Linked DNA regions of Mus musculus: all the other regions are linked to region 3. Evidence: chromatin contacts called from public promoter capture Hi-C data. All regions are on one chromosome and are shown on one strand. The core of a region is the stretch at or near the end of the contact, and the rest is flanking DNA. Distances in the headings are between cores, read along the strand shown.

Region 1 (3,733 bases), core at 1,180-3,679, 310 kb before region 3:
CCAGCCAGGGTTACTTAGGGAGACCCTGTCTAAAACAAACACAAACACAACAAAAATTGGCTTTGTTAGCCAGACTTGGGGCTGTGCACCTTGAATCTCAGCACTTGGGAGGCAGAGGTGGGCAGATCACTCTGAGTTCAAGGCCAGCCTTATCTATATAGTGAGGTGAAGGCCAGACCCTGGCTCAAAACTGATGGAGAGGGGGAAATGAGACATTGTTCAGGAAAGTTGTACAGCAGTGTTTAAACTCAAAAAGGAAAGTTAGAACACAAAGATGGATGAGGACCAGATCTGCGAATTGAGTAACCAAAATATAAGGAATGTCCATTAATTTTTTTCACAAATTTTTCTCGACGAATTACACTGAGACATCTTTCTTTCTTGTGACCAATACTAGCTGTATGGATTTTTGAGGCACGCAGCATTTATGCCATGATAACGTCACCAGCCTAGAGACATAGTAAGAATGAAAGGCCCCTGTGAAGAGGGAGATCCATTTTCTAGATTTCATATCTCACCATCAATAAGCAGCTGCAAACCACTCATAAATCCCAAATACTAAAGAAACAAAAATATCAGTTTTTAACAAGCCTCCCTTTCCCGTTCGGTGCCACACTGAACCCACCCACCCCCAAATCTGTTTGGTTCGAGATTTATAGAACTTGTAATTGTCTTTATTTTCCAACTTCTCAGATCTGGAGGCTTGCACATTACTCTGTGTTTGCACACCTTTCTGGAGAGATTCCCAAATCCATCACACACTAAGCCTGCGCCATCTAAATGGAAACGACAAAGTATCACTGAAAGAACTCACATTTGAGAAGCAGAAAGGTTTTATCCCTTGATGTTGCGATCTGGGCAGAAGTCTTCAAATTGGATTTGCTTAATAATGAAACCATCAAATGTCCCCGTGTGCTTCCTAAGCTTGTTTAAAAAAAGACCAGAGACAATTCACTTTCCTCCATGTCCCCTCACTTCCTCCCTGGGAGTCTTGTGCTATCTAGCCCAACCTTGTCTGTTTTCTCTGTTGAAAATGATTTACACGATCCCCCACTCTCTTCTCTTTTTGCTGAGGCTTTCAATCTGCTGTATCTTAGAGCAGCAAAAGGAGAAGGAGTTGAGATCTCAACCTTTGAAACCTCTTGATACTTGCTGAGTAGGGTGAGCAAGGGGCAGGCGGGAAGGGAGACCGTTCATTGTCTGGACTTTACCCTATCCGGAAGAGCCGTTCTAGATAGCTTAGCCAACCCCATTCCTAAAGGGCTTAACTTTTTTATTTTCTTGAAAAGTCCAAGTTTTTTAGTGTTTTTCTTAAAAAAATGAGTGAAGCCAAATTTGCGTAATTAGTGGTCAGATTGGGGAATTTAGTTTGTCTTATTGAGACAGAATTTCACTTTGGACCTCTGGCTAGCCTTAAACTCAAGGAGATCTGCCTGCCTCTGCATCCCAAGTGCTCGGATTAAAGATGTGTGTGCCACCAGGCCCTTTGGAATTTTATTTTTTAGACTCATTTTAAAATCAAATCATTTTGTATAGACTATGTAAAAAAAAACTTTAGTTTTTCAGCATGGTCTATAATATTGTTTCATGGTTGTTTTGTTGTTGTTGTTTTCTTCAAAGCACTTTACAGTTAGAAATAGACACAGTTCTTGAGGTGGAGCAACTGTTTTGAATTACATTCTTCAAGGAAATGGGGGTGCAATGTTAATATTCTTAACCATTACCATTCTTAGCATCAACACGTCTGTTTCATGATCGGTGAGGGGCTCACGACCTCCTGTCTGAAGTTCAAATAATTTGTGATAAAATATTAGGGGTCATGGGGCAGGCCAGAATCCTCCTTATCCTGCTTCGGAAAAACGTTGCAACTACCCCATATTCTTCATAATTTTATTTAGCTTTCATGACAGTCCCTAAAAGAAACTCTTCAGCTTAAAGTTCTTCCACATTGCCCCCCCCCACACACACCAAAACCACCCCCTATTTCATGAAACAGCTTGATGGCAATATCTCTGCAGCTTTCTCGACCTTGTCCTCAAATGATCCACACCTAAACATCTTAGTACACTGGCCAGTGTGTTTCTGAAGGCATTAGAAGCCCGCAGAACCGTGTGCCCTTATAGAGTTCACAAATGCTGTGCGACCTGAGATGAAGCCTTGGCTAGTGACTTCCCCCTGCGGCCCACCCTTCCCTTGCTCCCACTATGAAAAGAAAAGAAAATGTTTTAAGCCCCTTCCTCCGTGATCTTTGGGGGTAGGGGGTACTAATAATTAAATAGAAGAAGAGGGAGGAGATGCGGCTTAAGGATGGAGGAGGTGGGGGGCGGAGCCTCGGTCCGCAAATAAACGCCGCAGCCGAAAGGGAAGCACATTCGCGAGCGCAGCAGCCACCCTGCCCTCACAGATGGAGCGATCTGCGGAGTGAGCACGGAGCTCGGAGCCGACAAGGGCGAGAAGGAAGGGGCGACCGCAGCAGGTGGAAACCTGATCCAGAGCCGGCGAGCAAGAAAGTACCTGAGCACGGCTCCTCCTCCGCTCCCTCAGCTAAGAAGAACTACTTTTACCCTCATCGTAGAAGAGACTTAAGGGAAGGTGGAGGCGATCTGTTTCATTAGGAGGGCTGCAGGGAAATCCTGACCAGAGCAAGCCGCCGCCCGGTACACCGAGCAGAGCGATCCTGGGCTTCTGAAGATAAACGCTTTCCGGAGAATTCCAGCTGGAGTCGCTGGTACAGTTCTATTTTTGTATTTATATATATATATATTCTTTGCCTTCCATTTAAAAACACGGCCCTTGTTTGTTAGGCAGTGACACGTGTGACTCTCATTTGCTGTCACTTTTAGAGGGTAGGAGCGCACTCTGTTTTCGGAAAAGGGCGTTCTAATTGGAAACTCTGTTTTTCCACATATCTATACGTTTACACGCACGAGCGTTTAGAAAAAGACTGCTCTTTTTCGCTTTGGGTGGTCGGAACCCTACGGAGAAAGATGGAAAAGGGAGCCCGCCAGCGAAACAACACCGCGAAGAACCACCCGGGTTCTGACACCAGCCCTGAGGCCGAGGCTAGCTCGGGAGGGGGCGGAGTAGCCCTGAAGAAAGAGATCGGATTGGTCAGCGCCTGTGGTATCATTGTAGGTGAGTCCAGGTCCTTTGCGGCCCCCGGCGCCATCCCACCCTCTCTCCGGGGGTCCTTCGAGGGACTTTAACCCCGCCAAAGCCTCAAAGGCAGCTTTGCTTTGTCTGTGACTTGTGTTGTCCAACTGCACCGGTCAAGTCGGAGCTATGGAAGTGATGTCTGTCATACATCGCTTCAGCCAAGCCAGGCTGAGCTGTTCTCTCCTTAGAATAGAACAAACAAGAGTCAGGAACCATACAGGCTCTGCGTCCCAAGTATTGCCTGGGAATTTATTAGAAGTGTAACAAATTCTTTCCGGCTTGTCACTAGGCAGTTCTGATCCAGGAGAGCCTAATTCGGGCTGACACATGGATTTTTAACTAGCTTCTGTGCAGCCACCCTCTGCAGGCTGTGAATCTGTGTTTGAAGCATATTTAGTATTATGTTGTCTTATGTTATGAAGCACTGTGGTGTGTAATGCCTCGAATAGTAAAAAAACAGTAATAAAAATGCTTTATAATCATGGTTCTTCATAGGCTGGCCCATCCTATGAAGCACTTGTGAAACAGATGTGACAGCCGAGCTGTCTCAGATGAGGAAAATATGGAAGGGAGAACC
Region 2 (3,574 bases), core at 351-2,850, 390 kb before region 3:
ACAGTTAACAAGTGTTGGGATGAGGGAGACACTTACTTCATTAGTACAGACACTGATAAATTGCTCGTACTTCTGTGAATAACGTGATTAAAGTCTGATTCACCAGCTGGGTGGTAGTGGTATAAGTTTATAATCCCAGAACTCAGGAGGCAGAGGCAGACGGATCTCTAAATTTGAGGCCAGCCTGGTCCACAAATCAAGTTCCAGGACAGCCAAGGACCAAGGCTACAGAAAAGAACACTGTCTCAAACACACACACACACACACACCATTCACTAAGCTATACTTGGGTGGAGTCATCCTTTGGCCATCTTTGATAGCCATTTGAATTTTTTGTTAAGATTTATTTTTTAAACGTATGGGGGGGTGGGGGCAACAACATGGGACAGTGTCAGCGCACACGCTCACACAAGGTCTAGAAGAGGGCTTCAGACCGGATAGAGCTGGAGGTACAGCTGACTGTGATATAGGTGCTGGGAATCTATCTCAGGTCCTCTGTCAGAGTAGCATGTGCTCTTAACCCCTGAGCCATCTTTTCAGCCTCCATTTGAGTTCATGTGACAGTAGGTAAGGAAGAGTCGACGGTGAGGTCTGAGAATACAAGCAAAGACTGATACTGCCCTTTTCTTTCTTTTTTTTTTTTTAAAGATTTATTTATTTATTATATGTAAGTACACTGTAGCTGTCTTCAGACACACCAGAAGAGGGCATCAGATCTTGTTACAGATGGTTGTGAGCCACCATGTGGTTGCTGGGATTTGAACTCCGGACCTCTGGAAGAGCAGTCGGGTGCTCTTACCCACCAGCCCTCTTTTTTTTTTTTTGTTTTGAGACAGGGTTTCTCAGTAGACCAGGCTGGTCTCGAACTCAGAAATCCGCCTGCTTCTGCTTCTGAAGTGCTAGGATTAAAGGCATGTGCCACCACTGCTCGGCTGATATTGCCTTTCAGCCAGGGCTATACAGAGAAACCCTGTCTCGGGGGAAAAAAAAAAGTGACCCAAATAACCAAGATTGAGCTTCAAATGTCAACAACACAAGTCACTTCAGAAGTGCTGTTTCCAAGTACAATGGGAAATCCTAAATATTCTAAATTTGGTTGAGAACTTTGTACCCCCAAGTATGGAGAGTATGGTTTAGTGAACAGCACATCTTACTACACCCTAACAGCGAATCCCAGAGTATTTCGTCACTGAGAATACTTTCGCCACATTGACCTCAAAAGTGACCGAAGTCCTGGGTACTTAAGATGCTCGTCTTTCTGGGGGCTAAACATCTGATCCTTCTTGTGCGCATTCTCCGTGGTTTTAAGCGTTTCGTCACGGCTGCCGCTGCTGGTAGCGCTTGTGCTCCAGTTTGACTGGTGGTAGATGTTTTAAAAGGTCTTCCGAGGGCCTTCCTGCGGGACCGGGGGCCAGTTCAGTAAAGAACTTTGGAAGGACCACAGGATGCAGAGGTCCACTGCAGACGCCGAGTCCAGGAAGACATGTTCCCAGCCCCACGCGCCTACACTGACCGGTTCTCCGCAGCCAATCGCGGACCTCTGCTGGGACCCACGCAGCCAATGGCGGACCCAGTACGTTGTGCATCAGCCCGCCCACCAATCCGGACCTCGGCTCCGCCTCCGCCTCCGCGCCGCACTGGTAGGGGCGGAGCGCCTCGGTCCAGGGGTAGGGGGCAGCGGCGGTCCAGGGCTTTGCGTGGCGCCAGGAGCCGGGCGTGCCGCAGCCCCTCGCCCTCTTGGATCCTCTGTCCTCTTCCCCCTTCCCGCCCCGGCCCGCAGTGCGAGGCTGGGAGCCGCCGCCCGGGGCCGCGCCGTGGTGAGTGACCGACCCCCCCAGCCCCTGGGCCTGCCTCCCGGCCGGTGCGAAACCTCCGACCCTCAGAGCCCCATCCTCGTGGTGGGAGGAGAATCCTCCGTTGGAAGTCGTCGGGTTCTGTCCCTCTTTCCTCCCCTGGACTTTCGAATCTGTGTTGTTGTAACTGGGGGAGGCTAAGGAGTGTGTGTAGTGGGGGGATGGGAAAGGTTGGGTCGGGACGCCCTCTGTGAGGATGCAGGTTCACCTGCCTCCTGGAGCTGACCGCCCCATGTACTTGAAACTTTTTGTTCTCTGACCCAGTTCCGGGCCCTTCAGATGCCTCCCGGGCTTCCCCTGTCCCCATGACTACCTCCTGGCGACCTCAACAGGCATTTACAACTAGACCTCACTTATAGGGAGCAGTGCCATTTGGTAATGAAAGGTTAAAAGGAAAAAACCCACAACTGGCCCCCGACTCTTGTGCCCCACCAACCGGAAAACGAAAAGGCCTCACAGGTTCCTGGTGTTGCAACTCAGACTTGTCAGCTGGAAGAAAACTCAAGCTTGAGACTTGTCTGAAAATCAGTGTGGGCCAAGATCGATGCATATTATGAACTCTTAGTCATGTCTCAAATCCATTTATATTGTTAGGATAGGTAGACAGCAGTAGTTGCAAAAGCCAGAAATCAAAAAACTAAGATACATGAATTATCCTAAACCTTACAATTGAAAATAAATATTACCAGTCTTTAGTGTATTGTTTAACTCCTCTTTTTAGTATTAATTGCACACTGAGAACTTTTAAAACTATGAATGCCGGGGCCTAGCAAACACAGAAGTGGATGCTCACAGTCAGCTATTGGATGGGTCACAGGGTCCCCAATGGAGGAGCTAGAGAAAGTACCCAAGGAGCTAAAGGGATCTGCAACCCTATAGGTGGAACAACATCATGAACTAACCAGTATCCCGGAGCACTTGACTCTAGCTGCATATGTATCAAAAGATGGCCTAGTCTGCCATCACAGGAAAGAGAGGCCCATTGGACTTGCAAACTTTATATGCCCCAGTACAGGGGAATGCCAGGGCCAAAAAGTGGGGGTGGGTGGGTGGGAGAGTATGGGGGACTTTTGGGATAGCATTGGAAATGTAAATGAGGAAAATACCTAATTAAAAAAAAGAAAAAGAAATAATTAAAAAAACTATGAATGCCTATGTCCCAGTCCATTAATCAGAAGAGCATGGGACGGAGGTGGCCTTTTAAGTTTCTCAGGTAATTCTAGTATGCCACTCTAGGAGAGAGCTACTCACTTTGATTATGTTATTTCCAGTTAGGCTTTCTTTAAAGTGAAGTGAGATTGGACCTTTGGAAGCTATCTGAGTTGGAACATACGTCACTCTTCCACAGTCGCCTTGCCCTCTCCTAACTGGGCAGGGTTTTAATACATATTCTTGAATTAGTTCTCCAAAACATTTAATTTTTGTGTTTATACAGTTTTGCTCACGCTGGCCTCAAATTTGCGATCCTCCTGCCTCAGCATGCTGAGATGTCTTAGCTTCCACATTTTCATAGATTTGCATGATGTTTTAATTATGTTATTATAGATACCCAGATATGACCCAGAAATGGGCAACTGTGTGGGGGCATAAACAGTTGGAGAAGCACACTGTTTCAAGCAAGCCAGTGTGTTGTACTAGATACTAGCTAACCTTGAGTATCCAGGACACTGGATATTGATCATGTATGTAATCTAGTGGGTCACTTGAACCATTTAGCATCT
Region 3 (3,992 bases), core at 712-3,211:
TGTCCACCATGATCCGTCTCTCATAGGTGTCCTCTGTTGGGAAAGAAGGAAGAAAACATGAGGAGATTCCCCAACACGTGTGAGACCTGGTGTCCAGGAACACCTCCTGACATTAGGGAGTCGCCTCCAGGCAAACTTCATAGAAAGCAATGGAGAAATTTCTCTTAGATTCTGTCCTCCAGGGACTGTTCACAATGCAAACACTTTCATGCCTGACTAGAGCCCTCCAGGGTGCCCCTGAATACCTGAGTTCTCCATCTCGTGAGCATGGTCTCCCTGGAGACCTCCAAAAGTGCCCGCTAGAGTGCTCTTGCCCACGCCACTCTCCCCCACGAGCATGACCTTAAAGACGCCATCTTTTTGGGTAAGGGCTGCCTCCCCTGAGCCCAAGGAGTCAGAGGAGCCAGAGGGGGAGGCCTGGGGTGGCCAGTCAAGTTCATCTACAGCTTGGGCCCGCCGCAGCTGGTGTTTGTAGGGCACGGGCATGCTTCCTCTTCGTCTGGGGACCCCAGGAGCAGGAGGAGGCCCGCTCAGGTCCAACTCTGCTAACAGTTTCTCTGGCTTCTGTTTCAGAAGTGTAGTATCTGCTTCTAGGGAGGGGGAGAGAAGGAAGCCATGGGTGAGATATATCTAGACATCGGATGAGCGGTTAATTCAGGCTGCTTCTTCAGCTACACCCAGATAAAGAGCGTGACCCCAAAAGAGCTGAGAGTCATTAGTCTAGCCTTGTGCACTAAAAATTCCCCTGAAACTCAAAAGCAATGAACTTTCAAGGCGCTGGCATGATAGTTTCCCATGTTGATCCTAGCCACAACATGATCAAAACTTGTGTCACTGAGGGAGGTCCTGTGCACAGGGTTACACACCACTCACACCTTACACCGTCATAGGCACGCCCCTACATTAGGCCTAGTGAGTTGGGAAGCTATATCTTCCCTCTAATGGGCCCTGCCTCCTATTTCTTCCTGCACCCCAGTCCCAGACTGGCAGGTGTAGGCAGAATCAGAAACTCCGCAGGGACCTTATTTCTAGGTCTGGGGGAGGAGGGCTAAAGAAGGGGAGCGTACTGTTTCCTGTGTCCCCGTAGGTAGGTGAGCATCGCATGCGTGAGTGTTTGTGTGTGAGAGAGAATCCTCCTGGATCCTTGCCTGTCCTGGCGAGTGGGAGACAATGTTGTGTTCGTGGGGAGGTAGCGGTGGAGAGTGTGTGTGAGGAGGATGACAATTCAGGGGTTGGGGTAACTAGAGGAACAACAACAGACACAACAAAGGGGGATGGAGCGAGGCTATAAATAGCACAGGATCAATATTTGGCAGGCAGCCAACGATGGAGCTAGAAGAAGCCCTTACAACAGGTCCCCAGGGAAGCCCCCTTAGCTGGGGATTCCTAGGTTTGTGGGCTGCTTCTTTTCTTCCCCCTTCCCTTCTGGCAGGCTCTGCCTAACAGGGCTGAGGTTAACCTAGGGGCCAAGTGCCAGTTTCTCTGGCGAAGCCCTGGGAGCGTTGGGGGAGGGGCACCCTGGCAGCTTTCCCCCTTCCCCTTGGCCGTCCGGACCTCAAAAGTGCAGGGGTCTCCCTTGCCGCATTTGCTCTTCCCTTCTCGTTGGATCCTGCCCAGACCTTCCCACCAAAGCTTCAGCTCCCCCACCCACAGCTTTAGCCACATCCTACTCCCCTTAGCCCTCACCTGGTGTGGGTGTCCCCAGTGGGGAGGCCTGGCGGCTGCTGGAAGAACAAAGTGCTACGGTTTCTGTGTCCATGTCCATGTCGGTGTCAAGGTCCGTGTGCATCGGCGTGCATGTGCGAGTGCAGCCCAGCGGCTCAGAGCACCGGTTCCTCACTCAGCAGCACTGTCAGCTTTTCCCTTTAAATACTGCCCCCCCCCATCATATTCCCCACCCCTCCCCGCTCCAGACACCTGGGGAAATTGTCCCGCCTCCTGATGAGGTCACATATGCTAATGAGCAGTGATGTAAGCGGGATTCCCTCCTTCTGTCTCCCTCCTTTTTCTTTGTGTCACTTCCCTCTGGGAGCATACTCCCTGCATAGGCACAGCTTGGCATACGGGCAGAACAGAGCAGTCAGGGGGACGGAAGAAAAGGTTTCAGAGGGCGGTGTGGAGGCAGGGGGCTGCAGATAAAGGAGTTGAGAGTGGCAGGAGGCAGGGACCCTGAGAGCCAGAGGACTTCTGCTCCAGTGTCCAAGACTATAAACCTTGTCTGTTGTTTCCAGCCCCCACCCCATCGTCCAGCTTAGGGTGGGTGCTCAGTGGCTAAAGAGTGTGACAGACGACTAAAGACTAAATGGAAAGACAGAAATGAATCAAGGGATGTGAAGCTGGAGAATGGCCACCCTACTGTCTAGGTCCTTCACTCGGCCTCTTCAGGAGCTACAAAAGTCCTCAGGCAGATGAGAGCTCTGAGGAAGGGAAGCCTCCTTGTGCAGCTTCGTTTCGCCTTCACCGCTAGGCCAGCACAGCCAGGGTTAATCTATGGGAAGCCAGAACCGGCAACTCCTTGACTGTTCCTTGTCTACCCAGCTTCCTTTTCTCTTGGGTCCCCATTCCCGGCAGCCTCCTTCTGCACACACCGTGCCTCTCTGCTTCACCCTATTTTGCCAAGTATCTCTCTTCCTTTTCATAACTAAGGTTTAGAAGGGTTGGTGGTTGGCCTGTCCCCAAAGCATTCTTGCAAAGTGTCACTTTGTATGATTGCCACCTTTAGATTCCCAATGCCTAGACAACCCACGGTCTCTAAACAAAGTGGCTTGTGTTCTCATAAATACACGCAACCTTTTTTAATTGGTGATATATTTTGCCATTCTCCGTGAACTTCTCCCATGGAAGAAACTACAAGTAACTCTGAGAATATGTTGTAGTACCACTTCCCTGGTGATCAGCCCTTGAGCAGGATCTGAAGGGGTCTACAGAACGCACGCTCTTAACTCTACAGCCCCTTCAGTTTCCACTCATAGCCTATTGTTCTGGTTTGCTTCTCTATTGCTGTGATAAAACCTAGAAACAAACTTGGCAGGAAGGGGTTTATTTGGCTAACGGGCTAGAGAGCACCATCAGGGGAAGCCAAGGCAGGAACACAAGAAAGGAGCTTGGCCAGAAATCCTGCCGAGTCTGGATCACTTGGCTGACTTTATATAGTTCAGGGCCCTTGCCCAGAGTAGCACTGCCTACAGTGGGCCAGGACCCCATACCAACTAGCAACCAAGAAAATGCCCCACAGACATGGCCATAGACTAATCTGGCAGAGGTGACTCCTCAATTTAGGTTCCTCTTCCCGGGAGTCACTTTGACAACTGAAACCAATGTGATTCTTATTTTATTCATAAGTTTGCTATACAAAGTATATTCTGTAATAGATGTATACTTGGAGCGGTGACCTTGGTAACCATAGGTTTTTATAAGTGCTCCTTAGCCTTTTTTTTTTTTTTCGAGACAGGGTTTCTCTGTAGCCCTGGCTGTCCTGGAATTCACTTTGTAGACCAGGCTGGCCTCGAACTCAGAAATCCGCCTGCCTCTGCCTCCCAAGTGCTGGGATTAAAGGCACCACGCCCGGCTGCTCCTTAGCCTTTTGAAACATCTCCTCCCTTTCCCCCTAGACAAGATTTCTCTGCAGATCCATGGCTGTCCTGGAACTGTAGACCAGGCTGGCCTCAAACTCAGAGATCTGCCTGCCTCTGCCTCCAAAGATTAAAGGATGTGTACTACCACCAACACCGCTACCCTGCACCTTTTGGAAAATTTTTAAAAAATATAAATTTCTTTATTATGTATAGCGTTCTACCTCATGTATACATGTACACTAGAAGAGGGCATCAGATCTCATTACAGATGGTTGTGAGACACCATGTGGTTGCTGGGAATTGAACTCAGGACCTCTGGGAGAGCAGTCAGTGCTCTTAACCTCTGAGCCATCTCTCCAGCCCCCAGGGAAATCTTCTATTTCAGATTTGTGTGTATGTCATGTAGGTTCCTACAGA

The links. Promoter capture Hi-C pulls out the DNA fragments that hold promoters and counts their contacts.
Region 1: a promoter capture Hi-C map of embryonic stem cells shows a contact between it and region 3, with 2.4 times the contacts expected there. The contact joins the promoter of Slc7a8 here to the promoter of Rem2 in region 3. A contact is called at or near these places in 3 of 39 promoter capture datasets (embryonic stem cells, neural stem cells and stem cell-derived epiblast-like cells), 1 of 484 Hi-C or Micro-C datasets (uterus), 1 of 115 datasets of contacts at active chromatin or transcription factors (embryonic stem cells) and 1 of 9 other capture datasets (liver).
Region 2: a promoter capture Hi-C map of cranial neural crest shows a contact between it and region 3. The contact joins the promoter of Homez here to the promoter of Rem2 in region 3. A contact is called at or near these places in 1 of 39 promoter capture datasets (cranial neural crest) and 3 of 484 Hi-C or Micro-C datasets (Th1 cells and embryonic stem cells).

Annotation. Positions count from the first base shown.
Region 1 is chr14:54,780,582-54,784,314 of GRCm38.p6, reverse strand. It overlaps Slc7a8 (solute carrier family 7 (cationic amino acid transporter, y+ system), member 8), which reads left to right and starts at 2,429. Exons shown (of 11, transcript NM_016972.2): 1 at 2,429-3,135. The coding sequence starts at 2,988. It also overlaps a transcript of Rnf212b not described here.
Region 2 is chr14:54,862,184-54,865,757 of GRCm38.p6, reverse strand. Homez (homeodomain leucine zipper-encoding gene) reads left to right here and starts at 1,600. Exons shown (of 2, transcript NM_001177705.1): 1 at 1,600-1,817.
Region 3 is chr14:54,474,069-54,478,060 of GRCm38.p6, reverse strand. Rem2 (rad and gem related GTP binding protein 2) reads right to left here and starts at 1,961. Exons shown (of 5, transcript NM_080726.3): 1 at 1,687-1,961; 2 at 246-590; 3 at 1-33. The coding sequence starts at 1,789.